2 separate regions of the Gasterosteus aculeatus genome follow, and region 2 is linked to region 1. The links are chromatin contacts, called in public Hi-C maps. All regions are on one chromosome and are shown on one strand. The core of a region is the stretch at or near the end of the contact, and the rest is flanking DNA. Distances in the headings are between cores, read along the strand shown. Region 1 holds the start of inhbb (inhibin subunit beta B). Region 2 holds the start of LOC120834422 (sterile alpha motif domain-containing protein 9).

Region 1 (4,080 bases), core at 755-3,254:
ATTGTGATTCTCAATCTTGTTTAAAAACCCGTGAGATTGATTTTCTTTTACAAAACAAAAAATCCAAACAAACCAGGCAATTTTTTTAGCTTTTGATTTGTTGACAATAAAAAACTAACTTCTTGGCAGCAAATGTTGCCACACGAAGGATCATGTCCCCTTATGTATGTGCAAAGAAAGAATAACAGTTTGGAATAACCAAAGTCCCGTCTAAATAAACTGTGAACCCGGCATCCTTCTGATGGCAGGCGCCAGACGTGGTGAGTCAGCCACCTCGCTGGATCCGGGTTATTGACCTGCATTACTACCCCCAGATGGTTGATTTCTCTTTCTATCTATATCATCCATCTATCCATCCACCCATCTATCCATCCACCCATCCATCCATCTACCCATCCATCTATCCATCCATCTATCCATCCATCTACCCATCCATCCACCCATCTATCCATCCATCCATCTACCCATCCATCTATCATCCATCCATCTACCCATCCATCCATTCATCTATCCATCCATCTACCCATCTACCCATCGATCCATCCATCTATCCATTCATCCATCTACCCATCCATCTATCATCCATCCATCTACCCATCCATCCATTCATCTATCCATCCATGTACCCATCTATCCATCCATCCATCTATCCATGCATCCACCCATCTACCCATCTATCCATCCATTCATCCATCCATCTACCCATCTATCCATCCATCTACCCATCCATCTATCATCCATCCATCTACCCATCCATCCATTCATCTATCCATCCATCTACCCATCTATTCATCCATCTATCCACCCATCCACCCATAGATCCATCCATTCATCTATCCATCCATCCATCCATCCACCCAGCCATCCATCTATCATCCATCTACCCATCTATCCATCCATCCACCCATCCATCTATCCATCCATCTACCCATCTATCCATCCATCCATCTAGCCAGCCATCCATCTACCCATCCATTAATCCATCCATCCATCTATCATCCATCCATCTATCCATCCATCTACCCATCCATCTATCCATTCATCCATCCACCCATCCATTTATCTATCCATCCATCTACCCATCCATCTATCCATCCATCTACCCATCTATTCATCCATCTACCCATCCATCTATCATCCATCCATGTACCCATCTATCCATCCATCCATCTATCCATTCATCCATCCATCTACCCATCTATCCATCCATCCATTCATCCATCCATCTACCCATCTCTCCATCCATCTACCCATCCACCCATCCATCTAGCCATCCATCCATCTACCCATCCATCCATCTACCCATCTATTCATCCATCTATCCATCCATCTATCCATCTACCCATCTATCCATCCATCCATCCATTCATCCATCCATCCATTGCACTCCGCCTCTGAAGTATGTAATGAGTGGTTTATACCCGTAGATGGCGTTATTTATTTACTAATCATGATTATAAGTGGACATTAACTTGCTACACTAAAGTTTCAATGTATTTATATGTTCCTTCATACAATGTATTTGTTTGTTTAATACATATTTTCGTTGTTTTCATTATATTGATTCACTTTATTTGAACAATTATCTTAACAATATTAACATTTCCAAAACCTGGATATATAGCGGATTCAGAGAGATTTGTATATATTTCAATATTTGTAGATCCGGGAGTAAATGGCACTAAGAATGGATTTATTTAAGACCATTATGAAAATAAAGACTTCTAGTCTCCCCGTGCTGGACTGCGCACAGAACCCAAACTGAACTTGTTCTCCCAAGACTCTCAAAGTCGGATTCCCACATTATGTTTCTGTCTGTTTTGTTGATCAAAAACTCCTATGAACTTATTAAAAGTCCAAAAATAAGCCACCTCTCGGAGGCCTGCGCAACAGAGTCCTGGCTGTGGAGGCGTAGTAGCCTAATAATCCGTCGCCTGGCGTCCAGTTGGTGGAAATCCCCACGTGGTTTCAACTCCTGTATAAAAACTTTGGGTGCGCTGAGCCCCTGTTGTCGTGATTGCAAAGGGAGAAAAGGGTCTCAGTGAGCCGCATCTCGCAAGGACGCACACCGAGCTGGTTATCCACAGCTGTGCGTAACGGAGCGTAGCCAGGGCGCACACAAAGGACCGAGGAGCGCTCTTATTCTCTGCGGGGCTTCGGCCGTACAAAGTGCAGTCGCCGCGCGTTCTGTGAATGGGTACGAGCGGACCGCGCGCCTTTGGACGCAGAGGGGCTTTTATCATTTAGACGCATCGGCGCAGCGCAGCGCTGCTTTGTTTTGGTACATCACGCTCAGTCTGAAGACAACGTGGTGCGACAGAAACGCGTCAACGATCCAAGCGTCGGAGTGCGCCTGTCAATCAGAGAGATTAACTTTTTATTTAGCGCAGAGAAAAGACGCGTCGCTGGATAACAACCTCAATGCACAATGACTCGAGGCAATTAGCCTCACGATTTCAGCCGCTTTTGTCTGTTTGGATTTAACGATTTTATTGGCTCCTGTGGATTTCTCACTTTTGGAGCACAAGGGGATGTTCTCTGCGGAACTTTCACATGTGTACATTGACATGATCTTTAAGTGTGTGTGTATGTGACACATTTGCTGTTTCCTCCATAGTTTTTGGACTGCGATTTTAATATTTTTAAAAAATGAGCATATACAGCGTGGCGTTGTCCTGTTTAGTGGCGTTCGTTCTCTCCGTGCGCTGCAGCTCGGTGGCCGTTACCGAGACGCAGAGCTCGCCCCAGGAGTCGTGCGCGTCCTGCGGCCTCAGGGCGCCGGATCAGTCGGAGCGGGTGAACATAGACTTTCTGGAGGCGGTGAAGAGGCACATACTGAACCGGCTACAGATGAGGGACAGACCCAACATCACTCACCCCATCCCCAAGGCGTCGATGGTGACGGCGCTCAGGAGGTTGCACGCCGGGAAATTGCGCGAGGACGGCCGGGTGGAGATCCCCAGTTTTGACGGACAAGCTGCGTACAACAACGAGGTGCAAGCGGAGAACTCGGAGATCATCAGCTTTGCCGAATCAGGTAATAATCAATAATTCATGGCACGTTCCCAAACCGACCCCTCGATGAACCCCGGTCGCCGTTTGACTATATGTAACGGGGAGCCCAGGGGGGCAGGTGTGTTAATGGCGTGGGATCACTCTCATCCATAGATAAAATTTCAATCATGTTGCTAACGTTGATATGAAGAAGGAGCAGAGATGAATGAGATGGAAGCATCAACAGTTTTGAAATACAATCCATGAACCAATTGGATCCGGTTCGCTCATCATTCACCATCATGTTATCACACTGTAATTCACTCCGCCGGGTTTTAGCCCGATGCAATTTAAAAAAAAACGCAAAATGAAGAGAAAGTCCTTAAATTACCCCCATGTGTTGTCAAGGGGATAAAAAGAACCTCTGAATCCAATTTCATCACTAAAGCTGTGCTCACATTCAATACTGCAATGTATAAAGCCCTCTTTTAAATACGGACAAAGTCCCTCAATTGGCCATTTATCCCTTCCTCTAAGAATGTGTATCTAACTAATTCTCAGAAGTCCAAAGAGAACACCCTTTCCTCTCTCTCTCTCCCTAAAATCATCTGCTTGACAGAATCCTCCAGTTGTCTGTCAGCGCTGTGAGACCTGCGTCTTTAACACAAACTTCTACAAATGTAAACCATTACAAATACCACACCAAAATGGGATATCTTAAACACACACACAAACACACAATCCCATGTTCTCCCATTGGCCCTCCTGGTACAATTAGCCTGAATGGGCTGCTGGGTCCTGCCTTCCAATGGGAATGATCTGAGCAGCCTCATGACAAGGGAACAAAAGCCAGGCACTTATTAGAAGACGGCTATGTGTTCCTGCTGAACCCAACATGTCAACGTAGAGCCGTGTGGGGGGCGGGAAGAGGGAGGGGGGCAAGGAAAACAAAAGAAACTGCTCAGAATAATGCATGAGACATTGGAGTTTGTGGGGTTAGTGGGTAAGGAGGGGGTATGGTCATGGTGATGGTAAAGGAGTGTGTGTGCCCATAATGCAGTGTTGCAAAGAATGCTTTTGTCGTTC
Region 2 (4,415 bases), core at 244-2,743, 180 kb after region 1:
TCAATAATCGGTTTAGAATCGATCATCAGTCTAGAATCAATAATCGGTTTAGAATCGATTGTTGACCTCTGAATTGGAATCGTATCGAATCGTGAGGTGCCAAGAGATTCCCACCCCTAAATGTCACTGTCAATGGACGGACTGGCCCTTTTACACCTTCTCAGGAAAAGGAGGTGGGGGAGGGGCACCTGTGGGCCGAGGGACATTCAACCAACAGAGTCTGCACGGCAGAGAGAGAGACAGTGAACAAAGGACAATAATAGATTATCCAGTTCCTCTACATTTGGTGCCTCCAGACCGTAACAACCAGGGCTTGACGTTAACATTTCTGCTCACTGTGGTTTTTCCAAAGTAACTACTCACTCAGACATTTCATTAGCCACATTGTTTTTGTTGGCAAATTGAGTTTAGGACATAAAGTACAATATAAAACATTGTACACTCATCAGAAACACGTACACGTACATATGAGAAACACACGCATACATATATACTGCTGTGTCATACACACACACATATGAAATGCTTACATACGTACAAGTGAAACATTTATACGTATCTGAAACACTCAGATACATGCACATATGAAAAGGTTGAATACATATATATATATATATATATATATATATATATATATATGAGAGAGAGAGAGAGAGAGAGAGTTGAAAACATGCATACATGGATTACTGAATCTCTTGCATATGATTACAAAGATATAAAAAGTGTAGATACATATGCAAAGGTTTCACATATATTTGTATAAAAGTTTCATATGTATTCATACGAGTAATCTCACTAGCAGACAGAAGGCATCTCAGTTACACCGGAAGGGGGAAGCAAAGAGAGCAGGTTTTGAATCTTACGCCCTCAAATGAAATGGGCCGTCTCCAAATAGTTCATGTTCACTAGGCTGTTCCAAGCAAAATGAAGGGCCTCGCTGTGGACTCAGGGAAGTATTTATCAATCCTGACTTTGTCATTGATATTTGGTTGTAACATCAAACCAGGAAGACAAAACAGTCTTCACAATACAGTCCACTTTAACAGAAGCAACTATCAGACAGACATGTTATATGACAACGACAGCATTGTGTTTGACAGCCAGAGGGGAAAACAAGAAGCGACATTCTCAGTGGGTTTCAATGCCGGAAGCAGACAGCTGAGCCAAGTGTGCGACACACACTGACCGAATACCACTTTCATCCCCATCTTACTCTTCATTATTTGCTTTTACATATTCAAAAGACAAAGAAGGGACACTCACCACCACGGTACCGGTGTTTGGTCTGATAAACGCATACGTCTTCAAACAGGGAAGTGGGAGACATCAGGCTGAAGCAGGAGACATCAGGGTGAAGCAGGAGACATCAGGGTGAAGCAGGAGACATCAGGCTGAAGCAGGAGACATCTGTCTGAAGCAGGAGACATCAGGCTGAAGCAGGAGACATCAGGCTGAAGCAGGAGACATCTGGCTGAAGCAGGAGACATCTGTCTGAAGCAGGAGACATCAGGCTGAAGCAGGAGACATCTGGCTGAAGCAGGAGACATCTGGCTGAAGCAGAAGACATCAGGGTGAAGCAGGAGACATCTGGCTGAAGCAGGAGACATCAGGGTGAAGCAGGAGACATCAGGGTGAAGCAGGAGACATCAGGCTGAAGCAGGAGACATCTGTCTGTGCTGCTTCACCGAGAGGAACGCGAGTGGAGGCAGGAGTCGTTCCTGCGTAATGGGGGCGGACACTTTTGAGGAAACGAAACCTAAGAAATCCGAAAGGAGACACATGTGCCAACACGATTGACGGCTTTTAGAGAGTGAGGACATCATGTCTTTTGTCCTTCTCACGAGACGCTGCGGGTCTCTAACGGAACACATGAAGAAACCGAGAGTTTGAGACAACCGACAAGAGGAAGTTGGAACGTTCCCCGTTTGATTGTAAAACAAACTATAAAGCGCAGCAGGCGCGTGCACGGCGTTACGCGCGCGCACGGCGTTGCGCGGTGATGTAATCCAGTGATTAACACAGCCCGTATTGAGCTGCTGCGGTGAAGACGTGTTCTCATCTCGTCCGCTAGGTGGCAGAATGCAACATGTGCGTTTATGTCATGGAAGAGTTGTTCAAGAATAGAGACGTTTGGTTCATTAATATCGGTGTATTTGTCACACTTCGATCCTAAATATCTAATATAACGTTGGTAAAGGCTGTGGTCTAAAGAAAAGGACTCGTGTGGCTTGTATGGTCTCAGACTCTAGAACTTCTACCATGTTACCGTCTTGTTGCAGTCTTGCTTAAGGGACACACCAGACACACTGACTCTAAACTGTATTTCCCGTCCGCTGAAGGTTGGGGGTTTAAAACTGTGTCCTGTATAAAAACATGTCCCTCAAAAAGGTTAGTTTCCCCACCGCCCTCCTGCAGGCTTCTCCCCAGCAGCTACAGGGAAACTACTGAGGGAAAGATGGATGGAGCCACATTCAGGGACCTTTGAAGAAAATGTAATGCAGTCTGCAAAAGACTTGAACAATTCTTACGCGACACAGGTGTGAAATCATTAAACATGCATTTATTAAATAATACTTGCAAGTAGGAGACAGAATTGACACATACAAGTAATAAAACATGTTAACTATCATTTGACACAATATGTCTCTTTATAAACGGCACAGACTCACTGTCATGTAACGAAACATTATTTACGTTTTCCCAACAGCATGTTAACTTTTTAAAGTTCCCATCTCAAACCACTTGGGAATCTGTCTGTTCACAGACGGTCTCCATCCAGTCTGACTGAGCTTCAGCTCTTTTTTTCCCAAGAAGAACGGACAAACATTTCCATCTCCAGATGTGCAGCTGGTGGAGACAAACCCCAAATGACTTGCAGCCGTAATTGCAGCAAAAGGGGGTTCGGCCAAGTATTGACTGATGGGGGTGAATCCATCCAACAGATGTCAACTTTTTGTTCTCATGAATGTCTGTGCCACAATAAAGATCGTTTGCACATTCAAAGCATGTTGTGTTGATCAAATGGGAATTCCAGTTTGTAATGGTACAAAAGGGGCTGAATACTTAATGAATGGCATTAATATAATACATAATGAACACATGTTTACCTGTGATTAAAGGGCATGAATCAGTAACTTAATACAAAAAGAAGAAAATTAAGAGAAAACTTCTAAGCACAAAATCAACAGCGAAACAAAAGCTACAGTACAGTAGATCCTGTTACATGTTACAGATTGTACTCCAGAAGGACACACATACAAGCTGTACAACGCCACTGATTCTCTGAGGACCTGTTGTTCATTTCAGCACGACATGGAAGCCGTCAGCGTTTACATCTGCGTACCAGAAAGCCATGCAGTAAAATAACGTTCAATGACACCAATAATCCAGCTACACGGGGGACATAACGAACCGTTACCTCTCATAATGCTGAGGAGGAAGCTGCTTTCCTCCCTGAAGTTCTGCACCATCTGAAACAAACCGATTTAAAATGTTTTCTTTTAATCTCTGGCTTCTTCCAACATGCTCCAATTTCATTTTTTTTTTTTAATTCCGCATGCAGCAGAACATTGGTCGTTCCTGCTGCGCCAACCGCCAACCGATTAATCAACTTCATTCCCTATTTAGAGCAGAGACACTCAAATGTGTTTCTACCACCTGTAAAATCCCGTCCGTCTAACAGGAATAGAGCTGAAACCAGAGGTAAAGGCCTTGAAAACAAATCCCGTGTTGGAATATGAGAGTGTGCATTATTCATCTAGTTAAATTTGAAATAAATAGTGTTGAGATATTATTCAATTAAACTCTAACTGCCTTAATGTGACAGGCACTTGTTGACTATACACAGACTACCTCAATAGAGTCCACTACAAGGTCAGTTAGACATCATGACGTTCTGGTCTCCTGCTTTGTGAGATGCAGCAAACCCTCTGAAGGCTCAGACGTTAGATCGGCATGTGTTGTTGTTGTTGTTGTGTTGATGTTTACTGTATTGATTGTGTGTGTTTAGGAACTGTAGAGCTCCGCTACAAGCGGAGTGGGTCTGTGGTATCACGTAGGAACTCCGTTTCCAAGTTGCATGACTGCGATTGTGATCAAAGCTAACGTGTTGGCGGCTAAAATCAGCTTTGCTTTGAGTCTTCTGTTTAATCATTGACCAACCACCACCTACAGGCAGGTTTGACTACACGAGGAACACGCTTGGCCTCCCAGCGATGAGGGGTTAGTGGTCGACAGGAGGAGAAAGGATACCTCGTCAGAGACCAAGAGGTGGATCCCGCTGGCTTTCTCTCTGTAGATGTGAGTGATTTGCTGCGGACTGACGCCGTAAAGCACAGCGATCTTTTCCGAGAGGTCCAACAGTGTGAGCTCCCCCAGGTACACAGCGTGATAGACTACAGGGAAGACAAGCGGCA

The links. Hi-C and Micro-C count contacts between places; a contact is called where the count stands out from the background.
Region 2: a Hi-C map of skeletal muscle shows a contact between it and region 1, with 4 times the contacts expected there. The contact joins the promoter of LOC120834422 here to the promoter of inhbb in region 1. A contact is called at or near these places in 4 of 6 Hi-C or Micro-C datasets (skeletal muscle, tail fin and whole body).

What each region holds. Positions count from the first base shown.
Region 1 is chr16:1,837,043-1,841,122 of fGasAcu3.hap1.1, forward strand. inhbb (inhibin subunit beta B) reads left to right here and starts at 2,005. Exons shown (of 2, transcript XM_078090635.1): 1 at 2,005-3,037. The coding sequence starts at 2,650.
Region 2 is chr16:2,022,550-2,026,964 of fGasAcu3.hap1.1, forward strand. It overlaps LOC120834422 (sterile alpha motif domain-containing protein 9), which reads right to left and starts at 1,494. Exons shown (of 4, transcript XM_078090663.1): 1 at 1,264-1,494. tfcp2l1 (transcription factor CP2-like 1) reads right to left here. Exons shown (of 15, transcript XM_078090665.1): 13 at 4,252-4,394; 14 at 3,419-3,470; 15 at 1,486-1,718. The coding sequence ends at 1,627.